2 separate regions of the Drosophila melanogaster genome follow, and region 1 is linked to region 2. The links are chromatin contacts, called in public Hi-C maps. All regions are on one chromosome and are shown on one strand. The core of a region is the stretch at or near the end of the contact, and the rest is flanking DNA. Distances in the headings are between cores, read along the strand shown. Region 1 overlaps htt (huntingtin). Region 2 has its middle 5.5 kb from the start of Or98b.

What was found. Hi-C and Micro-C count contacts between places; a contact is called where the count stands out from the background.
Region 1: a Hi-C map of the Kc167 cell line shows a contact between it and region 2, with 2.2 times the contacts expected there. A contact is called at or near these places in 10 of 107 Hi-C or Micro-C datasets (the Kc167 cell line, the S2 cell line, embryo and 4 more).

What each region holds. Positions count from the first base shown.
Region 1 is chr3R:28,732,352-28,738,959 of dm6, reverse strand. It overlaps htt (huntingtin), which reads right to left. Exons shown (of 29, transcript NM_001276112.2): 28 at 6,478-6,608; 29 at 4,144-5,759. The coding sequence ends at 5,346. It overlaps AstA-R2 (Allatostatin A receptor 2), which reads left to right. Exons shown (of 4, transcript NM_079820.3): 4 at 1,314-1,851. The coding sequence ends at 1,409. Among named protein-coding and RNA genes, the nearest start is that of AstA-R2, 9.1 kb to the left of the region's middle.
Region 2 is chr3R:28,354,761-28,360,779 of dm6, reverse strand. No RefSeq gene overlaps it. Among named protein-coding and RNA genes, the nearest start is that of Or98b, 5.5 kb to the right of the region's middle.

The DNA of each region.
Region 1 (6,608 bases), core at 2,015-4,514, 380 kb before region 2:
CTAATTGATGTGTTTGTCAAGTCATTAAATTAGATTAATTACGTTAATTAAATTGCGAGCCGCTGTTTGTATTGTTTTTTTCGCTATTGTTCCTGTTTGCGCCACGAGCGTGTTTGGAATGCCTTTTTCGCAATTTCCGGCCACCACGTGATTGGGAATATGTCAATCTGATTAATTGGCCATGTGACTGGCCTTCGATTAGTAATTTATTCATGTGGAGCCAAAATTGTCGGTTTTTTCTATTGGTCTTTCATCCTTTTCACTCCTTAACCAAATCATCCAAATAGGGCTTGCAATCCAATAGACTTGGTATGTGGACAACGACGCATCAGGATGTGAGTTCAGAGAAAACTACCTATTAAACATAACTGTAAGGCGGAGTAAATTTGTTTTAAATATTTCTTTATACATGTTTGGCACGCGTTGGAATATTTATAAAATTTGTTTTCTCTACATTAATGCAATGATAAAACTTGTTACTATTTTTTTTTGGGTCTACGTAGTCTAATTTAGAATGCTAAAACCTTTATATTGTATGCTGCTAGCATGTGCTTATTTTGCCTCTTAAACTTAACCACCTTTATATCAGTATGTTGAACTATTGCGTTATTGTTTTTTATAAATAATAAGGTACTTATTTGAACGTTTGTTGTGAGTAAATATGGTGCACATTCGTTGTGAAATACCAACTTTAAAACTTTCCGCTGTTTTCGCAGACAATGCGAATGCACAGCGCACCTGGAAAGCCAAGGACCGCAACTGCCGGCGGTTCAAAACCCGTAATTCATTTCCCCGGAGCCCTGTGCTGTGTTGCTGTCTCTGTGACGAGGCACTAATCAACAATTTTAGGCAGTTCAATCAAAGCGCAAATTCATAAATCATTTATATGCAAAACTCTTACTCCTCAATCGGCAGGGATGCCAGTTCACAGATTCCAAATAGCATATCCCAGCTTCCCAGTTGCCAGGCAACTGGGCCATTCGATGCTTGTCTGCCGGCATTTCAACACCTCAAACCACTTTAATAATTGAATATTGAATCAAATCTAATCATTCAAATGCAAAGCGACGGCAACAATCGCAGCCAGGGGCCTTGACATGGGAATAGCTTTCGCTCCATGCCCCATTTCCCACTTTCCCCAAACGAAGCGCCACCAAAGTGACTCTGCATCAAAACACGTCATTAATCAAATATTGTGGCCGAACAGTGAATTCACTGGGCCTTCGGTACTTTGTGTATATTTTCGCATTAAGTCCTGTCAATTTCTCAACATTTTCTTAGTATTCTCAGTTCCTCTCCTTCTGTTCCTGCAGGCCGTTAACTGCTCCTCTCGATACCAGAACTACACATCTGATTTGCCGCCGCCGCGCAAGACGTCCTGTGCCAGGACCTCCACCACTGGACTCTAAGGGTCAGCAAATCTTTGAGGGCACAAGTGGATAAATACCCGGGACCAATCCATCAATGGACTGCAAGCGACCGCTGCATTGGATTTTTGCTCTTCGAATGACTAGAGTTAAGATATAAGGACTTTGTAAATATTGAATTAGATTAAATGAAATGCTTGTCTGTATCTTTTGTGTATTACTGAGCTACGATGCTTATTTATCTCTTATTGTAGCATTACATATAATACTTTTTGAAAGTGGATGTGTATACAGGCTGCACTGTTTACTAAACATTATAATTATAGACAGTGAATTTCCCTAAATTATTTTTAATGGTATATAATGCTATAATGCTAATCGGAATGCAATGTGTTATACAAGCTCCCTTGACGTAAGCCATATTGTTAACCATGTTTGTTATTTGCGTAAACCGTTAAGGAATTAAATAACACAACAACCACGCAATTTATGATTTTCACTGAATGGAGCTAACAAAACCGACAGATGTTAGCCTGCAGCTCATGGGGTATTTGCACAAACTAATACCATACGCATAAAACTATGCAAATTTAGCTGCCGGCTTTTAAATTGGTATTTAGTGGCGCGTGAAACATGCAATTGATATACTTGTCGAATATTCGCGATGCCACATTGAAATCGCCCTCGATTGACTGCGGCACTTGTGCAATCAATCGAACTCGCATTCACTCAATCATGCATTCATTTATTCTTGGGCCTCATCTACCCACCCATGATATCTCCTCCTGAAGAGATCTCTTTCCAACGAGAGCCAGGGGCTGTCATCACATGAGTGACGTGAGTAGTACTCCTCGTGAAGGTCCTGCGATGTCGGTGGAGTCCTGACTTTGGCAGCTTAAGATGCTGATTGCATTTCGCTTGACGCTGGCGACTGACCGGAATTAATTATGCGTTGTCCATCTTGCGGATCGGGCCGAGGCGTATAGTATATGTATGTGTGTGGGGGCTCCCGTTTTCCGCGCTGCCTGGCCACTCGCACTTTTGCATAATTTATTCAATTTTAATAAGCGGCCCTGTCTAGAGTCGAGGCGTTGCCTTTTACACCAGGTAACGTAATTAATGCGTATCAGTCGCTGACAGGTTCCTCTTCGGCGCGTTGCCAGCGTAATCAAAATTTCAAATGAGCATCAAGGAGTGCGGGCCCAGGTGGCGACCGGGCTCCAAGTGTCTTTGCAAATGAGCCGGGAAAACCAATGGATCGATTCGAGAGCACCAGGAAGTCGGCAAAATAAAGCTGGGCAACTAACTATTGGCGCCATAAACGCGCACGCTTCGCTAGCCAAAGTTTTGCTGCCCTGGTGTACACTCAGAAAAAACTAAATTCCTTCAAATGGCTGCTGGTAAGGGAAAAAGCTGTACAAAAATACCTTTTAGTATTTCGATTCAGGAAAAAGCGTGGTAATCCAAAACTGATTTTAAACGCTATTTGATAACCACCCTATTTGATGCTTTTTTACAGTGATTTCTTTGGGACACCCGCTTGCCCCACAGATAATTCGTTTCCCCACCGAGCAAATAGCCAAACAATAACGCCAAAGCTGAGCAGAATAACAACAACAAGGACTGCTCATGCTGCTGGCATTATCATAATAACAATAATCATAACTGTGAGTGTAACAGTTGTCGCCCCGCTCGTCGTGCTTTCCCGCTTAAAGCCATCGGAGTATTAAGATATTGCTCCATATCCTGTGCTGTCGCAGCGCATCCTGCATTACAAGGACTCACGGTTACGTGTGTGTGGAACGAACTGGAATCGGGACTGTTACTCCACTGACCTAGTCTACGCGGTAACAGTCCCGTTTCCATTTCGGCCATCCTTATTTAAGAGAGCACTGGCGAAGAGAAGGACTCCGAAAAGTGGTGAGTTTACAGTTAACAGCGACAGAGAGCAAGCGGAACGAATGAAAGTGGCACACCACCCACGCAGTCTACTTTCATTCATTCGAGCCACTCGCCTTCTGAGCGTAGGTCATGGCGGCATACGGGTCGGCTACTTAATTTGCCCACCTGCTTTCCGGTCAGTCACATGCTCACACTGCTAAGCCCACGAGGCGGCGCAAAAGGGGGAGTGGGGAGTGGCACTACGGTTCTGTGGCCAAATGAAGCGTAACCAAATGCTGATAGCCCAAATGTTGCAGTTTATGGCCAAGGCATTGGCCAAATTGCCTCTTGGCGTGCGGCATAATGGCGACAATAGCCACATTGTCTTGACATCGAATCAGTGCGCCAGAGCGAGAGAGCACCAGCGCGTGGGAGTTAGAGGGGGGCAGACACATAAACATACAGACATACGCACACGCCCACCTCCGCTCGATTGCATAATGCGGTCGCGCCAAAACAGAAAAACAACTTTGAACAGCTTTGCAGTTCATTTCGGTGTGTGCTGCAACTTCCCTTCTCCATTTTTTTCTCTACCGGCTTTTTGTCGTTTCGCGTTGAACTGGCAAATTTCCGGCAAGCTTTGCATGCACACAAAAGCCATCTTCCGTCCTTGTCGCACGCACACATGCACACACACAGTGGAAGCTAAAGTTTATCTGTCAATTTCGGTACACAAACACAATCATACGCAGGCGGCAAAACCGTTACGCATTGAGAGGATTTGCATACTCTACATCCAAGTTATAATACCCTCGATATAAATTTTATCCATGACTCATTGTTATAAACCTTCCCTCAGTAAATTTGTAATTAATTACTATTTCCATTTATCTTTGCATTTTTATTGTGATTTTAGGCAGGATAACAAAATACTAGTTAGTAAGAACGACCAAAATTATGTTATAACGAAAGAAAACTTTATAAGATAAAAACAAATGACAAACTATAAGCTTGCCTACTTCCCAGGGCATCAGATATTCACGCAAAATTCGGATAGTTAAACTTTTTTTCCAGTCCAGCACTTCGGCGATAGTTTGAGGACGAAACATTTTGTCAACTTTAATGCGCTTTGTTGTTAAGACGGTAGAACGTAGAAAACGCTCAGGAGCCGGATCCACGTTACATGTGCCAGGATGGCAGGTAAGAGCGCAAAAGTTCGAACCGATTTGCATACAGCTCGGTAATCCAAAAAACGAATTTCTCGGTTAGTTGGCAAAGTACTTGGCTCAGCTTTTATGCATTTCAAAAATCAAACATTCCATTTCCATACGCCCCAAGTAGCTGACGACACAGTTCCGCACTCGTTTTAATAGCAATTTTTATTTCATTAAACAATATGGTTATTATTTTGATTACAGTAGGAGTACAAAGCGTGGGGCTTGCGTTTGCATAATGGAATTTTTAAGTAATTTTGATTGGGAATTAGCCGGCAATTGGCTAAGGCGCATACTAATGCCCACTAGCGTCCTTCGGCCGGTATTCTATTTCTTGCCCAGCAGGCAGCGTCATAATAAATAAATGATCAACTTTAGCCGAAAACTGAGAAGAACATAATTTCCGTGTTCTGGGTCCTTGTCGAAAGCCGCAGGAATTAATTGCGGGTCGCTCGCTGCTGGCCTCGTTAAACTTTCGACCAGATTAGGAATTGCGGGCCGTGGTGGCGGACATTCGTTTGCAATAATTTAAATATTAGTTACACATAATGTAAAGCATAAATTAATTTTGTATTCGCCAACTATTAAAAAACTTTCCATTCGCTGGGGTCTGCAAGGGTCCTTCGAGTTGATGAAGTAGTACAAACGCAAGGAAGAGGGACATCCGCTTAAACTTTCTCCGCAGCTTGGGGCAATTAGTTATTCACGCTTGCGCTTGTCTTTGCAGCAAGTTTAGCCGCCTGCCAAACTCGGCGTTCCTTTCTTTTTATTTTTAGCTGCGATTGGGAATTAAACGCAAGATAAATAGTTGGGTTTCCCTACGGCTGGGACCCGATACCTAGTCATCGCATCGTATCGTATGGTATGGTATCTGCGTATCATATCACAGGCACTGCAACATCCGGCCATAGACTTGACTTCGCTTGAAGCTGCCGAAGGCCTCGCGGAAACGCTGCCGCTGCTCGCCACTCAATTTCGCATGGAAATCTTGTGCAGCTGTCACGAACAATGCAATTTCGTGTTGACCCAATTTTCGGGCCATCGCCGGAGCTGCTGCCTCTGCCTCAGTTGTTGCCGTTGTCGCTGTTGTTGCTGCTGCCGCAGAGTTGGATGCCCCGATGCCGAGCACTAGCGGAAATAGTTTAATCAAATGCAGATTTATGGAGGCGGATAAAAAGATGACGCTGAGGCCCCAGACACCCTGCTGCTCCGGCTGGTCCAGGAACGTTGGCAGGGTGCAGATCAGCCAGTCCTGGAGCATCTGCAGGTACGACGAGTCGATGGCGGAGCGAAAGACCTGCGGAGTAAAGGAGCAGAGCAGATTGGGGAGCGGGTTAAGAGCTGCCAACGAAATGCTTAAATAAAAACCAAGCCGACAATACGGAAATTAAATTTTATTGTGCTGCTCGAAAGGTGCCTCGTCGGCGGGCCGCAAAAGTCGACTGCAGTCAGCAGCATACTTTGTGGCAGAAAGTTGGCTAATGAAATTCCGCAGCCGGGGAATCCGGCCCTGCGAATGACAGTGCGAATTGTGCCGCTTTGGGATCCCGGGATGCCCCGTTGGCTTCCGAGCTTGTTTTTATTAATTTCCATGCACGCGCCCACCGCACTGGCTAACCTTGAACCTAATGAAACATTTTTATGGCCCCACAGTGGACGCCAGTAGGCGATGGCTTCGGCTCCTCGCATTGACCCACGCACCTGGACGGAGGCCAAGCTGTAGCCATGAATTCCATTAATTTTCAAGCTGCCAAAATTCCACAGTCGCACACGCACACTCATGTGGGCAGTGGGTATGGAGTTGGCAAGTGTTTTACCCTTTCGACTTGTGGCCAGGGCAAACATTAGCGCTGCATTGGCCCCATTCCGTTCCGGTCTCCAGACAAGGACGAGGTCCTGGATCCGGGACTCGTAAAATGCCACCCAGCATGGGAATCCGTGTGTGTGTTCGAAGCAACCACGCACGAATGGCCAACGTCTTTACCTTTGCTAGATCTTTGGCCAACAGCACTCACCTGATATACAATCATGGCAATAACATCGCAGTGCGGGTGATTTATGGCCAGAAACTCCTTTATGACCTTCGTCAATATTTCATTCGGTGGCACTAAATCACGAATAATTTGGCACAGCACTTGTCCATAAA
Region 2 (6,019 bases), core at 5-2,504:
AATAAAAATTAAAAAGGGTTATGCGCGAGAGGCAAAAAGTTTTTCATTAAGCTGCCAACGATGATGATGATGGCGAAGGCGGTCTGTCCGGACCGTCCAAACCGCTCGACAAAAAAACCCAACAGACAACAGGAAAGGACGAGGACACGGACGCGGACGAGGACGAGGATGCAGAGGTGGCAACCGAATCCTTGGCTTCAGACGAAACGGGATGCCGCAAATTTGATAATGAAGATAAATGTTTATCGCATTCAGGGGCGTGGCCGTTTGCCAAAAAGTTTGTAACGCAAATTTTCACGCTGATTATGCCAATAAAATCAATGATAAGCTTGCTTGCTTCCCAGCAAACAAGCGAATTTGGACCGCCCACCGTTGGACCGTTGAACCGTTGGGTCAACTGCCAAAAACTTTTCACGACAAACAAATGAATCGGCAAACGCAATGAATTAAAACGATAGGGTCATGGGGTCACAGACCAACCAACTCGCCCCATAAATGCCGCAAAACACATATAAATGCTAGTAAATATGCGCGGTGGAGTGACAGTGGGGCGTCGAGGGACCGACGTGCTGAGCCGCAAGTAAATTGGTTTGCCGTGTCATTAGTGAAAACGTATCCACATTTTGGCACTAATTAAATTTCATTTGAGTTTTTCCACTCAGTTGTGGCCAGTGGCCAGTGGGCAGCACGCCACGCAGCGCATTTCCCACCCACTTCAGCGTGCATTTTGTCAAATTTAATTGTTTCCGTATTTCCATATAAATTCAAAATTAATTTGCAGGGGAATGGGTAAAATATTGTAACATAAGTTGATCAAATTATGAATTTAAAGGGATATAAATAATCTTTAAGTTTTCTTATCGTCAAAGGTACTCCTACAACATATTATTTGTAGATAAGATATGATGGTTTTGCTCTGTTTGCGTAATCTTATCATTTCGTTTATGTTACTATCTATCTGCAAGATAGATATGGTTAGTTTCGATTGAGTTTTAGGTTGTGTTAACTGTTTCTCAATGCTAGATGGCATTTTTCGCTCACATTTACTTTTTCAGCTGAGTGGGCGATTAGATTGTGTCAGTGGGTCAATGCACCTGGAATTGTGGAAGTGAAGCCAAGAAAGTGGCAACAGTCCGGAGAGGAAAGGAAATTACAAAACACATGGCGCCCGGAGCTAGTTACACACAGCAGACAATGCAGCCAGGTAGAAGTGGAAGAAAAGCAGCAAATGAAGAGGATTGCAGGTGAGGAAGGACGAAACAGATGCTTTCAGGACGTGAAGCTGGCGATACAGCCAGGGTATGGATAGCTGGCTAGATGGATGGCTTGACAGGTCGCTAAAAAGAAGAGAAGAGGAGGAGGAGGAGGAAGTGCTAGGACACGGAAGCACATGAGAGCATTTGCTGCTTATTCTAAGTTTGATTCAGTGTCGTCGCAACAGCTCAAGGCTGTTTGGTCCTGGCCACAAAAGATGACTACTACACTCCACTCAATGCGGAAGCTTTCGCCAGCGAAACGATGTGGCAGATTTAAATGGCTGTACATCAGCGAAATAACGAGGGAAACAACGCTGCAAATGACTCCCATAACTGTTGCGGATTTAATTTGTTGAATTCTGTTTAATTTGCTGCATTTATTGCTCGTCACATGTGCAAAACTTTTTATTTATACACCCGACGAGCAACAGCCAAACAATTTTTTGTAGCTGCCTTTTATGCAAAACTCACAACAGCATTTGCTGTGGGGCCCTGAAGCTCCACGCCCGCCGATCCTCGTCCTTGCTCCGCAGGAACCGCTCCTCTTGTAAAGTTATGGCAAAAGCACTTAAGCGATTTCATGCAAATTTTCGTATATTTTTTGCCGTGCTTTCGCTCAGGTGAGCATTATGGCTATATGTCTACGCCTGCGACTCTGAAAGCAACAACAACTCTGAGCGTTGCGAATAACAAAAAATACTTATGAGGGTGCAGCACAGTGGCAACAACAATTGCGAGCCGAAAGTTGAAAACTTCTGCAAATTGTTGCTGCCGAAGTACCGTGTGCGTGGAGGGGCATGTTGGGCCGAAAGGGTACTTATACATACCCTTCATGAAGGTCGATGTGTGCAGGGATAACTTTAATTCTGCATTGAAGATATCAGTGATTGGGGAAGGTAATATAATGATGCCAAGAAGATAAATTCGTATTGATTTGTGAGGACAGAATATTTTGATCAATTTGATTTTAAAGGATAACAGAAGTTCGTAGCTCTGAGTTAGCTGCAGTTTTCGGTTAAACTTATTCTTTGCATCCATGTTGACATTTAATAAGGACAGTTTATTTGTGCTAAATAAACTTCAGTTTTCTAGCCGCACACTTGTAATCCTGACAAATTGTGAGCCACAATCCAAAACAAACTTCAAACTTGTAAAGCATCTCCCTGCAATTAAGGTACGTAGCATCTTGGCATCGTATAATGACGCTGCTCGATGCGATAAACACTTACATGTTTCCATTTATTTAGTGAAATAGTTTCATTTGCTACGCCTTGGCATAAAATCGTTATGTTAACAATTTGCGAACGAAAACGCTTTTGTTTTTGATGGTCGCATATAAAAATGTCATCGCTTAAGTGATGGCATGGATGAATATCATAATAATAAAGTTGGCCGGGCGGCGGAATATTACGGAATATTACTTGCAACAACGACTTTTGGCCACGCCACATAAATTAGGAGTGCGTGAAATCTTTGGATATAAATTTAATGTGCCGCAAGCGGCACTGGCAACACAAATCAAAAACACTTTTAAATGGGCACGTCGCTGTCGTAAAAACATCAGCGAATCGTAATTTGCTTTCTTGCCTTCGCTTATTTATTGAATGTTTAGTCGACGCGTCGGCCAAACAAAAGGCGAAGGAGCCCCAGACTTTTGGCATAAATCAAGCACGTGGTGTGTGCCGGATTATCCTGGCGATATTTGGAAGCCTTCTGCTTTTTGCCTTTGGCCAGGATCGGGAATCCATCTGGCTGACAGCACTTTGTTGGCCACGAAACGGGGCGTACATCTGACCCGCCCAAAAGCCGACAGCAAGCCGGGCTTAAGGTGAGTGCACCACGGTTTCCAGATCCAGAAGCAGATCCTAGCTGCATTTGCATGCCACTCACTTGTTCACCTTTTCACCTGCTTACCCGTTCACTTGCTGTTCACCTGCCCAAATATTTTCGACTTTTACCTTTTCATTTCGTTTTAGGTCGTTGGTTTTCTCGGTTGCTGCTCGGTTTGGCTTGGTTTGGTTCGGTTTGCCTTGGCTCTAATTGAAAATATTTTTGTTTGCACTTCATTAAACCTAAACGGAGCAGCAAGCTGAGAGATATGCAATGTCTGTCAGTTCCATTTGGCTGCCGTTAAAAAGCAAAGTGAAAAGTTTTAATAAATATGCATGGGAATGGGCATGGGGTACTGTATATAGTACGAGTATGTATGCAGGTTTTGCACAAAGAATTGTCGACTGTTCTCGATGTTATTGTTGTGCCCTGTCGAATGTTTGTTGCTTTAATCCAAAATGCAATCATTGAAATGCATTTTATTTAAGCTGTGCTCGCTTATTGCATTTTTGCATACACATTTTTCGGTGGACCAGGGGCGAATTGGTTAGGGTAAAGTTGAGGGGGGAATCCCCAAGCGACTTATTTTTATATGCTTACAACTCCTCCGGAACCAAATTCTGGCCATCCTGACCCTGCACATGTATGTGGCCGTGTATCTCTGTGTGTGTGCGCAAATTCAATGACAGTTTGTGCCTTTTGCAACTTTCAGTTGATTTTTTATTGTCAATCGAACAATAACGAAATCATCGGCCAAGTTACGCCAAACGCCACAGCAGCAGACTTCGATGCTACGATGGTCTGGGATCAGGATGAAAATGTGACGGTGACAGTGACTCAGCACGGCGAAAACTTTAAGGTAGGCAGCCCGGAATTTCTGACACAAGTCGAGAGCGTGCCACACCCCATCGGTGGAGATTTATATGCCCAGGCGATGTGACTCAATCAATGGCATTTGTGTTGTGCCAGCAGCAAGAGCAGAAAGGCAGCAAAAGAAGCATCAGCCGAAGGAGGATGGTAACACGAAGGGGCTGGTGGCTCACTGGGGGGCCGAAGGTTCCCCCTACAAGCGCCCCCCCCCCACCACATTGGAGCATCAGTGGCAGGACATCAGACAGTCGGAGAGACATGCACAGCATTTTGTGTAAAGAAATCAAAAATTTATACAAACTTTGCACAATGAATGAGCAGCAACAAAGCAGGAGCAGAGCAGAATCAGTACCAGTACCAGTACCAGTGCCAGTGCCAGTAGCAGTAGCAGCACAAGGGGGCAAGTGTGTCCCAGTGTCCTGGCAGGACAGCAATTGCCGAAAATTGTTGCAGTTCGCCTCGCTCGCTCTCTGACAATGGCTACAACAGCAAATGGAACATAAGTGCACTGAACAAAAAGGGCCTGCCTCAAATAATGTCACAAAAAAAAAAAAAACAAAACTTCTGAAGCTCAGAAAGATCCCTTTTCTTCGCTAGATTACCTAATTGAAATCAACTCAAAGGAAACTAAGAAACCAAGTCAAACAGAAATCCAATTACTTTGCCTAAAATTAAAGCCCATTTTAAGCTATAGGCAATATTTTTCCGAGTGTGGTCACTTGCAGAGCTGCCTGACTTGCAAGTTGCAGCAACGAAAGTGGACGCAAGGACAGCTCGCCACCGGACAACAGCTCCAGGATATGTGTAGGTAGGTAGGTAGGTAGTCAGCCCTGTGTATGTATTGCTGTTGGTTGGTCGGTAAGTCGGGGCCAGTGCAGACGAATTAATTAAAAATTCCGAAAATATCCGGTTAGCTCTTTATAACAATTTCGTGTACAATGCCGAACTCATGCTGCATTCGACAAGAAGTCGTTGGCCCACCTTTGTGTGTTGTGTGCATCCTGCACAGCAGAAATTTAAAACTCGCCATGCTGATGTGCTATCGGGCGCCTCAAGATGGCTTCATCTATCTGGCCGACAGCCATTCAAACTATTTTCGTTTCGGCCGTTTACCAGGCAATCTACATAAATGAATTCATTTGCCTTTCATATACATACGCATATATGCACAATGGCAGGCGCTGTGCAGAGTGTACGGGTCGTATGCGCAATAGTTGATATTTATGCTCTAATTGAGGGTACAACCCGGACCTGAACTTGGCTTAAAGTCATGTGTGTTCACAGAAATAATTGGAAGTTATTTCAGCAGTTATATAAGAGGAAAATCAACTTCGCCACAGAAAAATTTAAGCCGACGCAAAGAGAAGCAAAAATGAGAAAGCGTCCTGTGGCGGTGATTCAATCGGTCGAGTTGAACGGACATTTGGCAATAAAAAATGGCCGGAATGCTCGTTAAAACTAAAAACAATTGACCACATAAATTAGCGGCATTAAAATACCAAAAGGCAGGCGGCCCAAAAATGGGCCAAAAAAAAAGGACGGAAGGAAGTGCGAACGATTGATTCAATTAATTGCCAAATTAAAAGGGAAGAATTTCATCCACAAAAGGAAGGCAAGGAAGCCAGCAAAGGAAGTAAAGGGAATGAATGAGAATGTTATGACAATGTTAGAAACCAAAAAATAATAAATGACGAGGGGAATATAAAGGCAAAGCGGAGGCTGTAACCGATCTGGGCTGACACAAAGTGACAGGCGCCGGGGGCCTCAATGGCACAATTGAATTTATTATGGCATTTCAACTGGGAGAGCGTCAATTGAATGAAAGTGGACGGAAGCCCACCCACCCCCACACACACACACACACAAACACACACACACTCACTCTCATTCTGATGGCGTGATGGGGAGAAAGGCGGGGAAAGCTCTGTTGCAATAGCATCATTATTGGACTAAACCGAAACTATTTGCCTCAATGGGCCACAAAGCGCCACACGACACGCCAAAGGACACAGGCGAAGAACCAAAGACAGAGAAGGAGGCAAAAGCAAGGACAACTGGCAGAG